Linked DNA regions of Mus musculus: regions 1 and 3 are each linked to region 2. The links are chromatin contacts, called in public HiChIP or PLAC-seq maps. All regions are on one chromosome and are shown on one strand. The core of a region is the stretch at or near the end of the contact, and the rest is flanking DNA. Distances in the headings are between cores, read along the strand shown.

Evidence for each region. HiChIP or PLAC-seq counts read pairs in DNA pulled down with a chosen protein or histone mark.
Region 1: a contact with region 2 is called in a FOXA1 HiChIP or PLAC-seq map of pancreatic cancer cells. The contact joins two enhancer-like sites. A contact is called at or near these places in 3 of 484 Hi-C or Micro-C datasets (nephron progenitors, pre-B cells and ventricular fibroblasts), 4 of 115 datasets of contacts at active chromatin or transcription factors (the HPC-7 cell line, bone marrow-derived dendritic cells, embryonic stem cells and 1 more) and 1 of 9 other capture datasets (embryonic stem cells).
Region 3: a contact with region 2 is called in a FOXA1 HiChIP or PLAC-seq map of pancreatic cancer cells. The contact joins the promoter of Klhdc8a here to the enhancer-like site in region 2. A contact is called at or near these places in 3 of 39 promoter capture datasets (hematopoietic stem and progenitor cells and liver), 1 of 484 Hi-C or Micro-C datasets (bone marrow-derived macrophages), 2 of 115 datasets of contacts at active chromatin or transcription factors (embryonic stem cells and pancreatic cancer cells) and 1 of 9 other capture datasets (embryonic stem cells).

Annotation. Positions count from the first base shown.
Region 1 is chr1:131,943,792-131,948,189 of GRCm38.p6, reverse strand. No RefSeq gene overlaps it. Among named protein-coding and RNA genes, the nearest start is that of Slc45a3, 17 kb to the left of the region's middle. Within about 2 kb of position 2,334, at least 20 of the 459 cell types and tissues checked have an H3K27ac peak or open chromatin away from gene starts, as enhancers often do. A contact at or near this core is called in pancreatic cancer cells, where this site is marked.
Region 2 is chr1:132,093,100-132,097,502 of GRCm38.p6, reverse strand. No RefSeq gene overlaps it. Among named protein-coding and RNA genes, the nearest start is that of Gm37120, 7.3 kb to the left of the region's middle. Within about 2 kb of position 1,747, at least 57 of the 459 cell types and tissues checked have an H3K27ac peak or open chromatin away from gene starts, as enhancers often do. A contact at or near this core is called in hematopoietic stem and progenitor cells and pancreatic cancer cells, where this site is marked.
Region 3 is chr1:132,295,408-132,300,001 of GRCm38.p6, reverse strand. It overlaps Klhdc8a (kelch domain containing 8A), which reads right to left and starts at 1,376. Exons shown (of 5, transcript NM_144810.5): 1 at 350-1,376. The coding sequence starts at 725. Gm51645 (a long non-coding RNA gene) reads right to left here. Exons shown (of 4, transcript XR_003947998.1): 4 at 2,621-3,182.

The DNA.
Region 1 (4,398 bases), core at 1,085-3,584, 150 kb after region 2:
AGTGTCACCTGCTCCCCACTGTGTCTGTGCTGGTCAGCTCTGTGCCAGGGGCTGTCCACAGCAGTGGCAGGGGACAACCACACTCCCAGGCAGCAGCTAAAGGATTGAGAGTAAAATCTATCAGGGTCCTCTCCTCCCATGCAATCTCACCCTCTATTCAGCTTCTCTGGAATTGCCATGTCTAGCTCTGCCCTGGGGCAGGTTTGGAAGCTTCTGCTGGCTGAAGGAAGCAGTCCCTGTCCCAGGCTGGACTGGGCTCCCTAGCAAGGATAGAGAAAAGTACAGGCAAGAGAAACAGCTTCTCTTCTTTCCCTTCCCAGCATACTCCTGAGGAGGGGGCATCAGGGACTTGGGTTCCCCAGCTCAGCCCTGGAACTATTTCCTTTCATTACAGAAGCGTGTAATTTGCCCTGGGAACTAGGAGAAGTCTGAGGCGGAAAGGATCCAGCGTCCCAGAGTTTGCCTCTTTTTAGGGTTCAGAAAACAGTGTCTCAAGAGGAAGGCCCCTGAGGCCTCATTTGGGGGATTCTCTGGTCTTCTGTCTCATATCCTTTCTGCTGAGACAAGCTTCACACACCAGATTCTCTACCCTCCCTCAAGGTGGGTTACAGATGCTGAGGTCCTTTCCCCGAGAAGCTAGCCCTCTGAACTCTAAGTCCCTCTTTCTGTATAAGGGTTAGTCATAAAGGAATTTTTATCAAGGTCAAAGACACCCGCCTCCCCTAACACACACACTCCAGCAGAGTCCCACCCCACACGTCACAGAGAGGCCAATGAGAACCCAAACAGCCGTGCCAGGTCCTCCTCGGTCATCATTCTGTCAGGCCATTTTTCCGTATGCCTGTTCCTTCTTCATCAACCCCACATAAAGGTGGAGAGTTTCTCCTGGGTCTTTGGGTCTTCCATCTGAAGGTTCGCACATCACATAAAACTTTGATGAGGCCAGGCGTGGTGGCACATGCCTTTAATCCCAGCACTCGGGAGGCAGAGGCAGGCAGATTTCTGAGTTCGAGGCCAGCCTCGTCTACAAAGTGAGTTCCGGGATAGCCAGGGCTATACAGAGAAACCCTGTCTCGCCACCCCCCCCCCCCAAAAAAAAAAAAAAAAACCACGTTGATGACATAAATCTGTTTTGTTTCATTGACATGCCTTTTGTTTTAACAAAGGGCGAGGACAGGGAACTGAGAGTTGTCTGGATGCAAATATGGGCCAGTCTTAGTAGATGAATGGCCTGGTGAGCTGGGTGAGCTGCAATGGTCAATACGGAAAGCAAAGGGCTTCCTTTGGGCTCCTCTGAGTTGTGTTTGGAACGTGGAGGTCAAACGCTGAGATTCTTCACATCAGCCTGCTCTACTCTTGACCCTCAGAAGGGGCCTCTGGGACAAAAGCATCCAATCAGGAACCAGTTAGGTTGATAGTTCTCAACTCAAGGCAGTTTTGTCTGTTTGTGCATCTGGAGACAGTTTTTGATTATACCATGAGGGAGGGTGTTGTTAGCACCTACTGAGTGAAGGTCACATGTGCTGCTAAAACATCCTTCAGCACAAAGAATTGGCCTCCGGCAGAGTCAAGGTTGGGAGGCCCTGATCTAGATAAACCAGTTCCTCTGAGGTTTCAGTTCTGAATTCCTCTTTCCTCTTCTATTCCAAAAGGAGGAATGAGGCAAGCTAGATTTCTAGCATTTGGGAGGCTGAGGCAGGAGGATTAAGAGTTTGGTATTCTGCAAACTCTACAGGGAGCCAGAGGTACCTAAAATTGTACTGGAGGGATATCTCAAGTGTAGCCCACTCCACGAGACTCAGGCAGACTCAGCCAGGATCCAGCAAAAGAGAAGGAAGAGAGAGGCTTCTCACCGGAGGCATCTGCTCACCCTTCCCCCTCCACTTCAGCATCAGAGAGTGAGGACCAGGTAGGAGCTCATGACAATGTGTTCCTTATCAGACTAGGGGATACTAGTTTTCTGCCACTCCCACCTGCTTACCACTCATGGTCCCTAAACCGGAAGATCTGACCAGTCAAGAGGATCCTGGGAAGTAGGCCTGGCTTGTACCCTTACTAGATTCTAGGACATTCCAACCAAAGCCCTTCTCTGGATCACTCCACATGCATAAAGACATACAGAAGCACCGTGTTTACCAGGTGGTTCTCAGGATCAGAACAAACAGACAGACAGTACCTAAGGCAAGGCATGCAGGGGCCCATGGGGGTGGGGGTGGGGGTGGGTGGGTGTGTGTAGGTAGTGGGGGAGGGAACACTGAGCGGAAGGCTGTGTGAGTCCCAGCTGGCACTCCCTTTTGCTTATTCACCTAATGACGCCATCCTTCCACCCTTAGAGAAAACAGTCAGAAAGATAACTTCCCTGTGCAACAAGAGCAGACGGCACTGTGGCTCGGCTCCTGTGGCACTGTGGCTCGGCTCCTGTGCCTTGCTTCTGCTCCATGTTATTACCCTCTCAGGCTCCAGGGGAAACCCTTCTGCAAACGTTCACAAGGTCTCATCACAGCACTGATGAGAAGCAGCCAGCTCACTGCAGTAAAAAACCCTGGAACTCAGGAAGACTAAGGATCTTACTGAGGCCCTGGCTGGTTAGTGGAGAAACAAACCCAGGCCCTTGAGCTTTTCTCTAGATGCTACTACGGCCATGTTCCTTTCATTTAGCTTCTGGCTGCCTGGTGCTTCTGCCAGAAGCTGTTCTGGGACACATGTGATGGGAACCAAATTGCAATCGATCCCAATTGACTTTAGTCAATCAATATTTGCCCAGTGTTGGGGTATCAGGCTATCCGTGATGTAGGTGGGGAGCACACTGTTTAACCATTTCTAGATTTCAGTTTCTTCCTAAGGACGGTCATGTTACCTTGTTAGATGAAACTGTATGTGTGCTATACACCGCTCTTGAATATGATCACCTGAAGGTATTTGTCCAGTTGTCTTTCTAGAGTGGGAAAAATAATTCAAATAAGGCCTGACTCTGTAGGGAACCTAATAGTAGATGGGATTCTTGGTGAGTTAGTGGGTATGTGGTGCCTGCACACAGATGTACAGGTGGGTATGCCTATGCACACACATATGGAACCCAGAGTAAGATATAGGGTGGATTTTTTTTTTTTTTTTTTTTTTTGTAAAAACAAGCTGTGTGCTGTGTAGCCCTGGCTGTCTTAGAACTTGCTCTGTAGACCAGGCTGGCCTTGAACTCAGAGATCTGCCTGCCTCTGCCTCCTGAGGACTGGAATAATTAAAGGCAGTGCACCAGGTGGCATCAGGTCTTTTCTATTGCTCTCAGCTTTACTTCCATTGAGATGGGGTGGCAGTGAACCAGGAGTTCACTCTTGTGATGAGGATGGCCATCAGCAATCAAGCTTGCTGGATTCATCTGTCTCTGAGAACCAATGCTGGGGTTGTTTGTTATGTAGGGGCTAGGCACTCGAACTTAGGTCCTTGTGTTTGCAGAGCAAAAGTTCATACCTATGTAACAATCTTCTCAGCCCCCTCTTTTAAGATTTATTTATTTGTGTGCATGTGCACACAGACTGGTCCACATGGAGGGCCCAGCTTTCTGGAGTCAGTTCTCTCCTCTTACCATATGAATTTCAAGTGGAATTTAGCTAGGTGGTCAGTCTCAACAGCAAGCAGCTTTATCCACTGAGATATCTTGCCAGCACTGTATTGGTGTTTTGGTTTTTTTCTTGTTTTTTGTTTTTTCCTTGCTAAGGACAAACTCACCAAGAATTCTACCTACTATTAGACAAACACCTTCAGGTGATCATAACCAGGAGTGGCTCACACCATACATACTGCTTCATGGAACAACGTAACATGGCTGTCCTTAAAGTCTCATTCTGTAGCCCAGGCTAACCTAGAAATCACTATGCAACACACACTGCCCTCAAACCTGCAGCTTCTGCCTCAGCCTCTGGTGTGGTGGGGTTCCAATTACAAGCCAGCCACCATGCCCACTTAGCAGACAAGATTTTGGAGTCACAGGATAAAAGGCAGAGGAGTCAGAAGAGGTGTGTAACAGAGGGACAGATGAAAAATAGGTCACCTCTATCCCTGGTGACTCCAACAGGCGAATGAAATATCCAGGAAAGAAACTGATTTACTTCCAGGCCAGAGAGATGTCTCCGTGGGTAAAGGCACTTGATGTGTGAGCCTGAAGACCTGAAGTCAATCCTTAGAACTCATGGAAAGTGGGGGAGAGAGCCAACTCCACAAAGTTGTCATCTGGCCTCTATCCACATGGGTGGCATACACACACACACACACACACACACACACACACACACACACACAAATATTTGTCAGTATTGGCAAATGAGTATGAGGTGGTAAGAGATTTCACTGGTGCTGTTAACTGAACCATCGGCCTCATGACACCAAAACTGTCTGTGCCAGTCA
Region 2 (4,403 bases), core at 498-2,997:
ACTCGGCAATTCTGGATGACTGAGCCTTACTGGGCCCCAATCCTTCCCACCTTTAATGGGATAAGTTTGCCACCCATATGCATCATTGTGGAATTCTGCAAAGTGGGCAGGCAGTAGTCTCTGAATGAACTAGAAGAGCCTTCTCATGTTTTGAGAAATACCACCAGAGGGCTTCCAGTAGGCTCAATATGGGGAGTTGAGAGCCAGGTGTTTCGTGAGTGGTCAGGTCTCAGAGTCACGACCTGGGATACAGATAGGATGACATGAGCAGAGACAAGGTCAGATGTTAGGTTGTTTTCAGAACTCCGAAGTAGACAGCATAACCCTAGCAGGACAGCTTCATGGGTTAAGGACATAGAGTTCATATCCTTACTGGACAACTAGCTAACTGAGCCACCCTGGTCCTCAGTATCCTATGTGCAAAATATAATAAACGTACTCACTTCCCAACACAGAAAAGGCTTGGCACACATTAAGGGATCAGTAAATGTTAGTCACGATTGCCTATTGACGGAAGATTTTGAGTGTAGGGGGAATCTAAATTAGTCCGGAGTCTCTGTTTGTGTCCTTGCCACATCCAAGGTTAGTCCTTACCACCCAGGCTGCAAGTGAAGGTGATAAAGAAAGCCAGGGATCAGAGTTCCCAGGTTGGGCTTTCTCCTCTTGCTAAACCTCTCTGTGAATACGGGCCAGGAGGAGGCAGCACTGGCTGGATAGGAGGGTATGTCCACCAGTGTCTCTTAAGCCAGGCCTCTGCCTCCTTAGGCTCAGCTTCCAGTGCTGAGTGGTGGGGTATGGGAAGGAGACAGACATGCAGATTGTGGATCCCTGGATCTTTGCATCTGAGGATCTAGGGAAGAAATGGAATTCTCTGCCTGCTCTGTCCTGTGTAAATCTAAGAGGCAGTCATAGTCACCCTCCTCCACGGAAATGCTCCGCTTGGGTGGGACTCCACTCAGATCTCCTTCCTGCTGCTCTGCAGGGACTGGGAAGGTTCCTGGGAAGGTACAGAAGATTCTGGGTCAAGCATCATGACTTAGTCACTTAACACTACAAGAGGCCACATACCCCTGCTCCCCAGCGGACCTGCCATTTTTGGAGAGCCTCTCCCCTCAGCTTTGGCCATGGGAAGAAGAGCGGCATTGACTGTGGAGCCTGAAAGGATCTGACATCCATCTCTGGAAGAAAGAGGGTGGGAAGGAGGGATGGGTGGAAGAAGGAGAGAAGGGAGGAGAGGGAAAGGGAGAAGAAGGAAAAGAGAGATGCCTTCCAGGCAGCAAGGCATCATAGTGAGTGCCTGAAATCCTAGCATTTGGGAAGTGGAACTTGAGGATCAGGAGTTCAAGGCCTGCCTAGGCTACTAGAAACTCTGGAGAGAAGGAGGAGGAGAGGAAGGGAAGAGAAAAAGGCTGTCTTTTTAAAATCAGTATTTACAGGAAGAATTGGGATAACCCAGGGGTAGATGGCTTCCAACACAAAAAAAGGTCTTAGATTCACACCACCACCACCAATAAGAAAATGTCACCAGGTAGAGAGCCCTAGCAATTGGTGAATACAGACTGTAACCACATTAGGCAGAACACCAAGACTGCGCCCTAGACACCAACAGAAAGGAGACACGGAAGTGTGTGAGGACTTCCGGCCAGCTCCACCACTCGCCTGTCTGCTGGTCTGCCAGAAGGTAGAGGCAGCAGTGGGGTCTGGAGTCACGCCCGCTATGGGAATGCTTATCTACATTGTGAGCCAGGGCCTGGCTTGCACAGATGACTCACACTAGCAGAGGAATCCAGGCCAGCAGGAAACAGGTGGCTACCCTGACACAAAGGAGATACTGACTCTGTTGGACGGTGGTACCATTGGAGCCGGACCCTAGGGCTGAGTGCATTTCTGCAGAACCAGGACAAGCACCAAGGTCTCTGCCCAGAAATCGCAAGATCTCCCTGGTGGAGATAAAAGGGAGGACTGGGAAGCAAGCAGGGGTTTCTATTGCACGTGGTTGAGGCCCTGTGTAGCAGTGCAGGCTGAGGGGCGTGACCATTACCTGACTGTTAGAAGCAATACATGTACATTTTTTAAAAAATGGAGCAAAACACAAGCTTGGGTTGCAGCTCAGTTGGTAGAGTTACTGGATAGTGAGAGTAAAGACCTGGGTTTGGGGTTGGTGAGATGGCTCAGCAGGTAAGAGCACTGGCTGCTCTTCCAAAGGGCCCAAGTTCAAATCCCAGCAGCCACATGGTGACATCACAACCACCAGTAATGAGATCTGACTCCCTCTTCTGTGTGTGTCTGAAGATAGCTACAGTGTATCTATTATCTATAGCTACAGTGTATCTATTTATAATAATAAATAAATTTTTGGGCCAGAGTGAATGGTGTTGACCAGAGTGAGCAGAGGTCCTAAAATTCAATTCCCAACAACCACATGAAGGCTCACAACCATCTATACAGCTACAGTGTACTCACATACATAAAATAAATAAATCTTAAAAAATAAAAAAGACCTGGGTTTGACCCCTGGATCACATGAGAGTGTGACCGTGGGCTGTGCACAGATTATACAAGTATGTATCTCTACAGATACCACACATACGCACACATATATAACACATGCATGGAATCAAAACAATATGTCCTATATAGGCAGTATGTATTTTTACTTGTTGTGTTTTGCAGTGCTGGTGATGAACCCAGGACCTCCCACACGAGAGGCCAGTGTTCTATTACTGAGCTGAAACCCCTGATCCTATAGGCATATTAGTGTAACAAAATCCATATTTTATTTATATTCAAGAGTATGCTATACCAGTTGAGCATCCCTAAATTGGTATCCTCAAAATACTTAACAGTCTGGAACTTTGGGAGCATTGATATGACATCACAAATGTATCCACACCTGCCCTCACGTGCCAGGTTGCAGATAAAATGCAAGTGCAATAAAAATGGGCTGGAGAGATGGTTCTGTGGTTAAGAGCACCAACTGAGGGCTGGAGAGATGGCTCAGTAAATGTATCCACACCTGCCCTCACGTGCCAGGTTGCAGATAAAATGCAAGTGCAATAAAAATGGGCTGGAGAGATGGTTCTGTGGTTAAGAGCACCAACTGAGGGCTGGAGAGATGGCTCAGTGGTTAAGAGCACCGACTGCTCTTCCGAAGGTCCTGAGTTCAAATCCCAGCAACCACATGGTGGCTAACAACCATCCGTAATGAGACCTGACGCCCTCTTCTGTGCATCTGAAGACAGCTACAGTGTACTTAGATTTAATAATAAATAAATCTTTAAAAAAAAAAAAAAGCACTGACTGTTCTTCCAGAGGTCCTAAATTCAATTCCTAGCAACCACATGGTGGCTCACAATCAACAGTGATGGGCTCTGATGTCCTCTTCTTGTGTGTCTGAAGACAGCGACAGTGTACTCATATACATTAAATAAATAATATTTTTAAAAAGTTGTGCAAAATTACCTTTAGGCTAGGAATACAGCTCAGTGGTGGAATGTGTGCTCATTGTGTGCAATGCTTTGGGCTCATAATAAATAATAATGATAATAATAGCAATAATGCCGGGCGTGGTGGCACACACCTTTAATCCCAGCACTTGGGAGGCAGAGGCAGGCAAATTTCTGAGTTCGAGGCCAGCCTGGTCTACAGAGTGAGTTCCAGGACAGCCAGGGCTATACAGAGACACCCTGTCTCGGAAAAAGAAAAAATATAATAGCAATAATAATAATAGGAGGAGGAGGATAAAGAGCAACAGCCACCACTGCCTTTAGGCAATGTGTGTAAAGTGTACATTAAACAGAAGTAAGGCAGTAAGTAAGGCCCACCTGCTACCACATATGGATGCGTCATAGACACAGACAGGCCTACTTTCAGCCACACAATGCAGGTTACCCAGAGGCCCTCCAGCCATGTGGTTGGCTCACAGTGGGAGCCACTATAATATGCAAGTATGTGGTGGACAGATGGGAGAGAAAAAGAAGTAGAAAGTTTGAACACTATGAAGAGAGGTGGAACTGCAGATGCAAGTCTGTTAGTTATGAGTAGCCAGCCCCACCACCTGAGGCCATGGTGAAATCCCAGCTGGTGCTGCCACTAAGTGCCATGTTTGGGTCCTTGGTCATGCCGCAGCAGGTGTTGGTGTTGATGTCTGTGGCTCACATTATCGCTAGAGACCATGAGGACACCCCTAGTCTGGTCAGCTGCCTGAGACCGCATAGCTGTCCAAGTGCTGTGCAGAACTGGTGCTATCCCACACTGCCTGAGGTCCTCTGGAGAACTGGCCCCACCTCTCACCGGCTGCAGCACTCAGAAGAGTGGGCCCTGTACCTTGCCTGGGCAGCACAGCAGAGCTGGCCCTGGTATTGAGGGTGCAGGTGAGCTACTCCAACCAAGGGCTAGAGCAT
Region 3 (4,594 bases), core at 127-2,626, 200 kb before region 2:
ACAGGCGGCCAAGGGCAAATGTGGTCATTCGGCTGAATGCCAGGGTCTGCAGAGTCATTGCAGATAACCCCGTGGCTCACACCTTGGCTCTCCCTCTGCAGTGGCCTGCCCAGCTTGCTGGAGCTGACTCCTGGCATCAGATGGAATTCCTAGACATTTCACCTGCTCAGTGTCCCTTTCCAATCTGTAAAGTAAGGGCAGTGGGTCTCTAGTTTTAGTGCTTAATGTAAGGCTCGAATGTTATAGGGAATGTGTATTGGCCACCCAAATCATGTTGCCTTACACCCGTGTCCCCCGTGACCCTTTACTTTCTTCCCTAATGCCCACCCTCAACCCTGGCCCCACTTGCCTTTGGCTGTGACAGAAATGCCCATGGCAGCCTCGCGCAAGACGCTTCTCTTCTTCCACTTGCCCTCATCGATGTTGTACATTTCCACGACCTTCACAGGCAGTTGATTGGTGCCCACACCCCCGATCACCATAATCCGCTTTCCTAGGGCAGTGATCGCTACCCCGGCCCGGGCTGTGGGCAGGGAGGGCAGGGAGGTCCACTGGTCGGCCTCGGGGGAGTAGACCTCGAAGCAGTCCATAGGGACGCCATTGTCATCACATCCCCCGATGGCATAGACCTGCCCCCCAGTCTCCAGCAGTGAGCAATAGACCCGGCGGCTAGGCAGTGGAGCAAGGCGCTTCCACTGAAAGTCCTTGACATTGGGCACTTCCATGGCAGCCCGGGGGAGGGCCCTGCTCGAGCGCCCCCACAGCGTCCGGGCAAGGTCCAGCCCCGGGGCCCGCGGGCTACACGGCGCCGGTCGGCGCGTCCCCTCTCTCAGCCTCCATCTCGCGCTGCACGGGCTCCCTGCCGACGCCCGCTGGCTTCTCCGGGTCCCTTGGGTGTCAGCGGGGCAGCGACGTCCACGCCTGGCTCCGCGGAAAGAACCTGGCGAATCTAGGGCAGCAGGGCGCCGGCGGTAGCTCACCCTTGGTCAACTTTGCAGGATGCGCCCCGCCCCCGCCCGGTCCCCCGGAGCTCGGAGCCCACCCCACCGCGCGTGGGCGCCGCGCTCGCCCAGCACTAGCTCCCGGGCGGCGCCTACAGCCGCGCGAAGCTTTCACGGTCCGCCTGGCAGCCGCGGAGCGGAGGACAGCGCTCCCTGCCCTTCCCAGCCCGCACGCCGCCGTCACCCGCGCAGGAGAGCGGTCGCCAGAAGCCGAGCTCCGGCCGGAGGACGCGGGTTCCCCGCACCGCCTCCCCGCAGCTTCCACACCTGGGCAGGAGCCCACGCGCCCCGAGGCGGAGGCTGTGGCCTGTGCGTCAGCCCCGGGCGACCAGGGCGAGCGAGGGCAGGGCCTGCAGTGTCTACAGGGTCGGAGACAGCCGGAGCAGGAGCCGGGTGCCCAGATGACAGGCAGATCCTGCCAGCGTGGGGGCGGGCGTTTGCGAGTGTTTGTTTTGGGTGAGGAGGCGGAGAGGCCAATTACCCGGTTTGTCTACAGTACACAGACCCAGTTCGTGACAGGCTGGCTTTGTTTGGGGGGAGGTATGCTCACATGGTCTAACCTCAGAAGCCAGTTAGGAGGCACAGATGTGGCAGGGATCTGCCGATCTAACAATTCTCACTCGTGTGCATGTAATTCACACAGAATCTTCTTTCCCTCCTAAGTGGAGACGTCCACAAAGCCTCAAATAAAGTCACAGACAGGGAAACCACAGCTGAACACACCAATAGACAAGCTGGGAGGACCTCACCTTCCAAACCCTTGTGCATCTGTAGTGTGCAAACCTGATTAACAAATCCCGGCCCTTAGCAGCAACTGCAGGACTGGGTGGATGGTCTCTCAAACCACCCAGCAACAGACCCTTCAGAACTGTAGTACCCAGTAATTCAAGTACCCATGATATACCGGACCACCTAGCAGTGTCTCCCCAAGCCCACGGGGTCCTCCTCTCTGGCTTCCTTCCATTCAGAAAGGCTCAAGCTCGGGAACCTGACAGACTGCTGTTCAAATGTTTGCTCTGGAAAACTTAGCTTCAGTTTCTACTCTGAGTCTGTGAGTGAGTGTGTGTGTGTGTGTGTGTGTGTGTGCGCGCACACACACACACACATACACATACTCACGTGCTTATATGTTGGTATGCATTTCCTCTCACTGTTGGGGATGGATCTCAGAGATGTGCACACGCTAGGCACTAAACTTTTATTTGTGATAAACTATAGAGTCACATGTGGTTGTAAGAAAGGAGTATTCTTTATCCGGTTTTTCCCAGTATTAAAATCCCACCAAGCTATAGGACAATGCCATAAACAGAGTATATTTTCATTACAGGGCTCCCACGTCACCTTTTGATATCTGGTAGGAGGACTCTATGATCCCCAGCCCCTGACAGCCCATGTCTGAAGCCTTGTCATTTCAGCCACGTTGTACAAGGGGCTGGGAATGGAGCTCACTCCTGGAGTATCATTGTTGAAAGAATCAATAGCTCTCTCTCTCTCTCTCTCTCTCTCTCTCCCTCCCTTCACCCCCTCTTTGTTTTCCTCAGTATGCCTGGAACTCACAATCTCCCTGCTATAGCCTCCAATTCTCCTCCCCACCCCACCCCCCAGCTTCCCATTTATTGAGGAAGGGTCTCTCACAGAAATCCACCTGCCTTTGCCTCCTAAATGCTGGGATTAAAAGTGTATGACTCTTCATCAGATTTTTTCCCCTTTATTTCTTTGTAATGTTCCGTGGTTGTAAGGTTTGTGAAGGCTGAGTGAGGTGATGTAGGGACTGTTTATCAAGTGTGATGCTTATCACCTTACCTTCTAACACAGAACCAGGGCCTGGGACATTCTTCCCAACACTCACACTGAGACTGTGAATTCTGGGAGAAATAGCAGCCCTAACTTAAAACAGGCCGATCTTAATATCTTGCGCTCTTGACCTAACAATTCTACTTATTTTTAAAGCTTAGATTCTTGTATTTGCAAAATCAGCACCTAGATCAACCACAGAAGGCTGTGTTCTCTTCTCCCTGTTCAATAAGAACTCACACATTCTAAGAGTGTAGTCTAAACTAATGACGTTTCACAGACAATACCTACCATTCCTGTTCTTGTAATAGGCCCCAGACCTTAGCACAACTGAGGCCATGATAGAAGTTCCATTCAGGCCTTGGAACCCAGCAGGAAGACAGCACCCTGCCAAAACAAGAACAAAGACCTAATCCATCAAAGTCCATAGTTCTGGGGAAGTCCCTAAATGTACTAACCTTGGATTTTACCTTCTGTACTTCTGCTTCCAGCTCTTGCTATATGAGGCACGACAACTCGGGATATGGTTTTTTGTGCTTATAAATTCACCCTGGAAAAGGCTCAGGACTATGCTCAGGTCCTGAACACTAAGTGGACTTGCCCGCTGGCTAGTGAAGACTTTCTCTGAGCTCAAAGCCATGTCTGAGTAGCCTTCTCTGGCGGATCCCTCACAACCTTCTTAGGAAGCTGTCTTTCCCGAAGGAATATGGGATGGACCCTGACCTGGGGCTGACTCAGTTTCTCAGCTCCAGCTAGTGGTGAGCGGGATGAATGGAAGCCACAGTCTTCTCAAATGGGTTTGTTGGGATCTATCTGTCTTCAGCCTCACTTGCTAGGAGCCTTCACTGAAGCAGCAAAACCAAGCAAGTAACTTCTCCCACCCCTCCCAGCGGGTGGGCAGAGTTCCCAGAGCCCAGCCCTTGCAACTCCAGTCTCTCATAATCTTCCACTGTGGGGACACTGCCAGGCATCTGTGAGCATCTGTGTCTCACAGAGGAGTCTGACACTCGGAGAGTGCCTCACTTAGAGCTGGCAACTCATTCCAAGGACTCAGGGTTGAAGACTCCCAATGACAAATGAACAAATTATGTATTAGTAAGGAGGCTGAGATGTTTCTGTTCTCCTGAGGCCTCTGGTCTTTTGTCCAACTGCAGCAAGGGAAGGCGCCCAGAGCCCAAAGGGATCCCACTAATTGCTGAGTGTCTCACCTAGGGAGATGCCAGCATTCAGCCCTGAACAGGCCCTGTTCCAGCTCAGGGCTTGCATCCATAGGCTTTACTCTGTGCAGACCACAGGGGTGGAGAGACTCAGCCTTGGAAAAGTAGGAAAAGTCGGTTTGCTTCCGGGCTATGCCCAGTCGCTAATTCTGGAAGTTTGGCTTATTTCTTTTCCTCTCTCCTTCCCCCACCGCTCTCTCCTCACAGCCAGGTAACTTCCTTTAGTCTTTACATTGAGGCACATTAAAGCAGCTTGTAACCTAGCAACCACCACTTAAGATTCCCTGAGTCACCTGCAGTTCTCATGCCTGGGCTGACTGCATCAGGTCTGGGCCTTGAGCAGTGCCAGGCCCAGAGGGAGTCCGGTGTGTCCTTTGATTCCTCTTTGCCCTGTTCTAGTGTGGAGTCACTCTCCCATTCAGAAGTTCTTCCTCATGTTAGACCCAAGTCATTATTGTTCTAAAGATCTTCCGTAGCACCCGGCATGGGTTTCTGTTCTCTCTTTAAGAGTATTTATGGGGGCTGGGATATGAGATGGCTCAGTGAGTAAAGGCACTTACTTACCTGATAACTTGAGTTCAA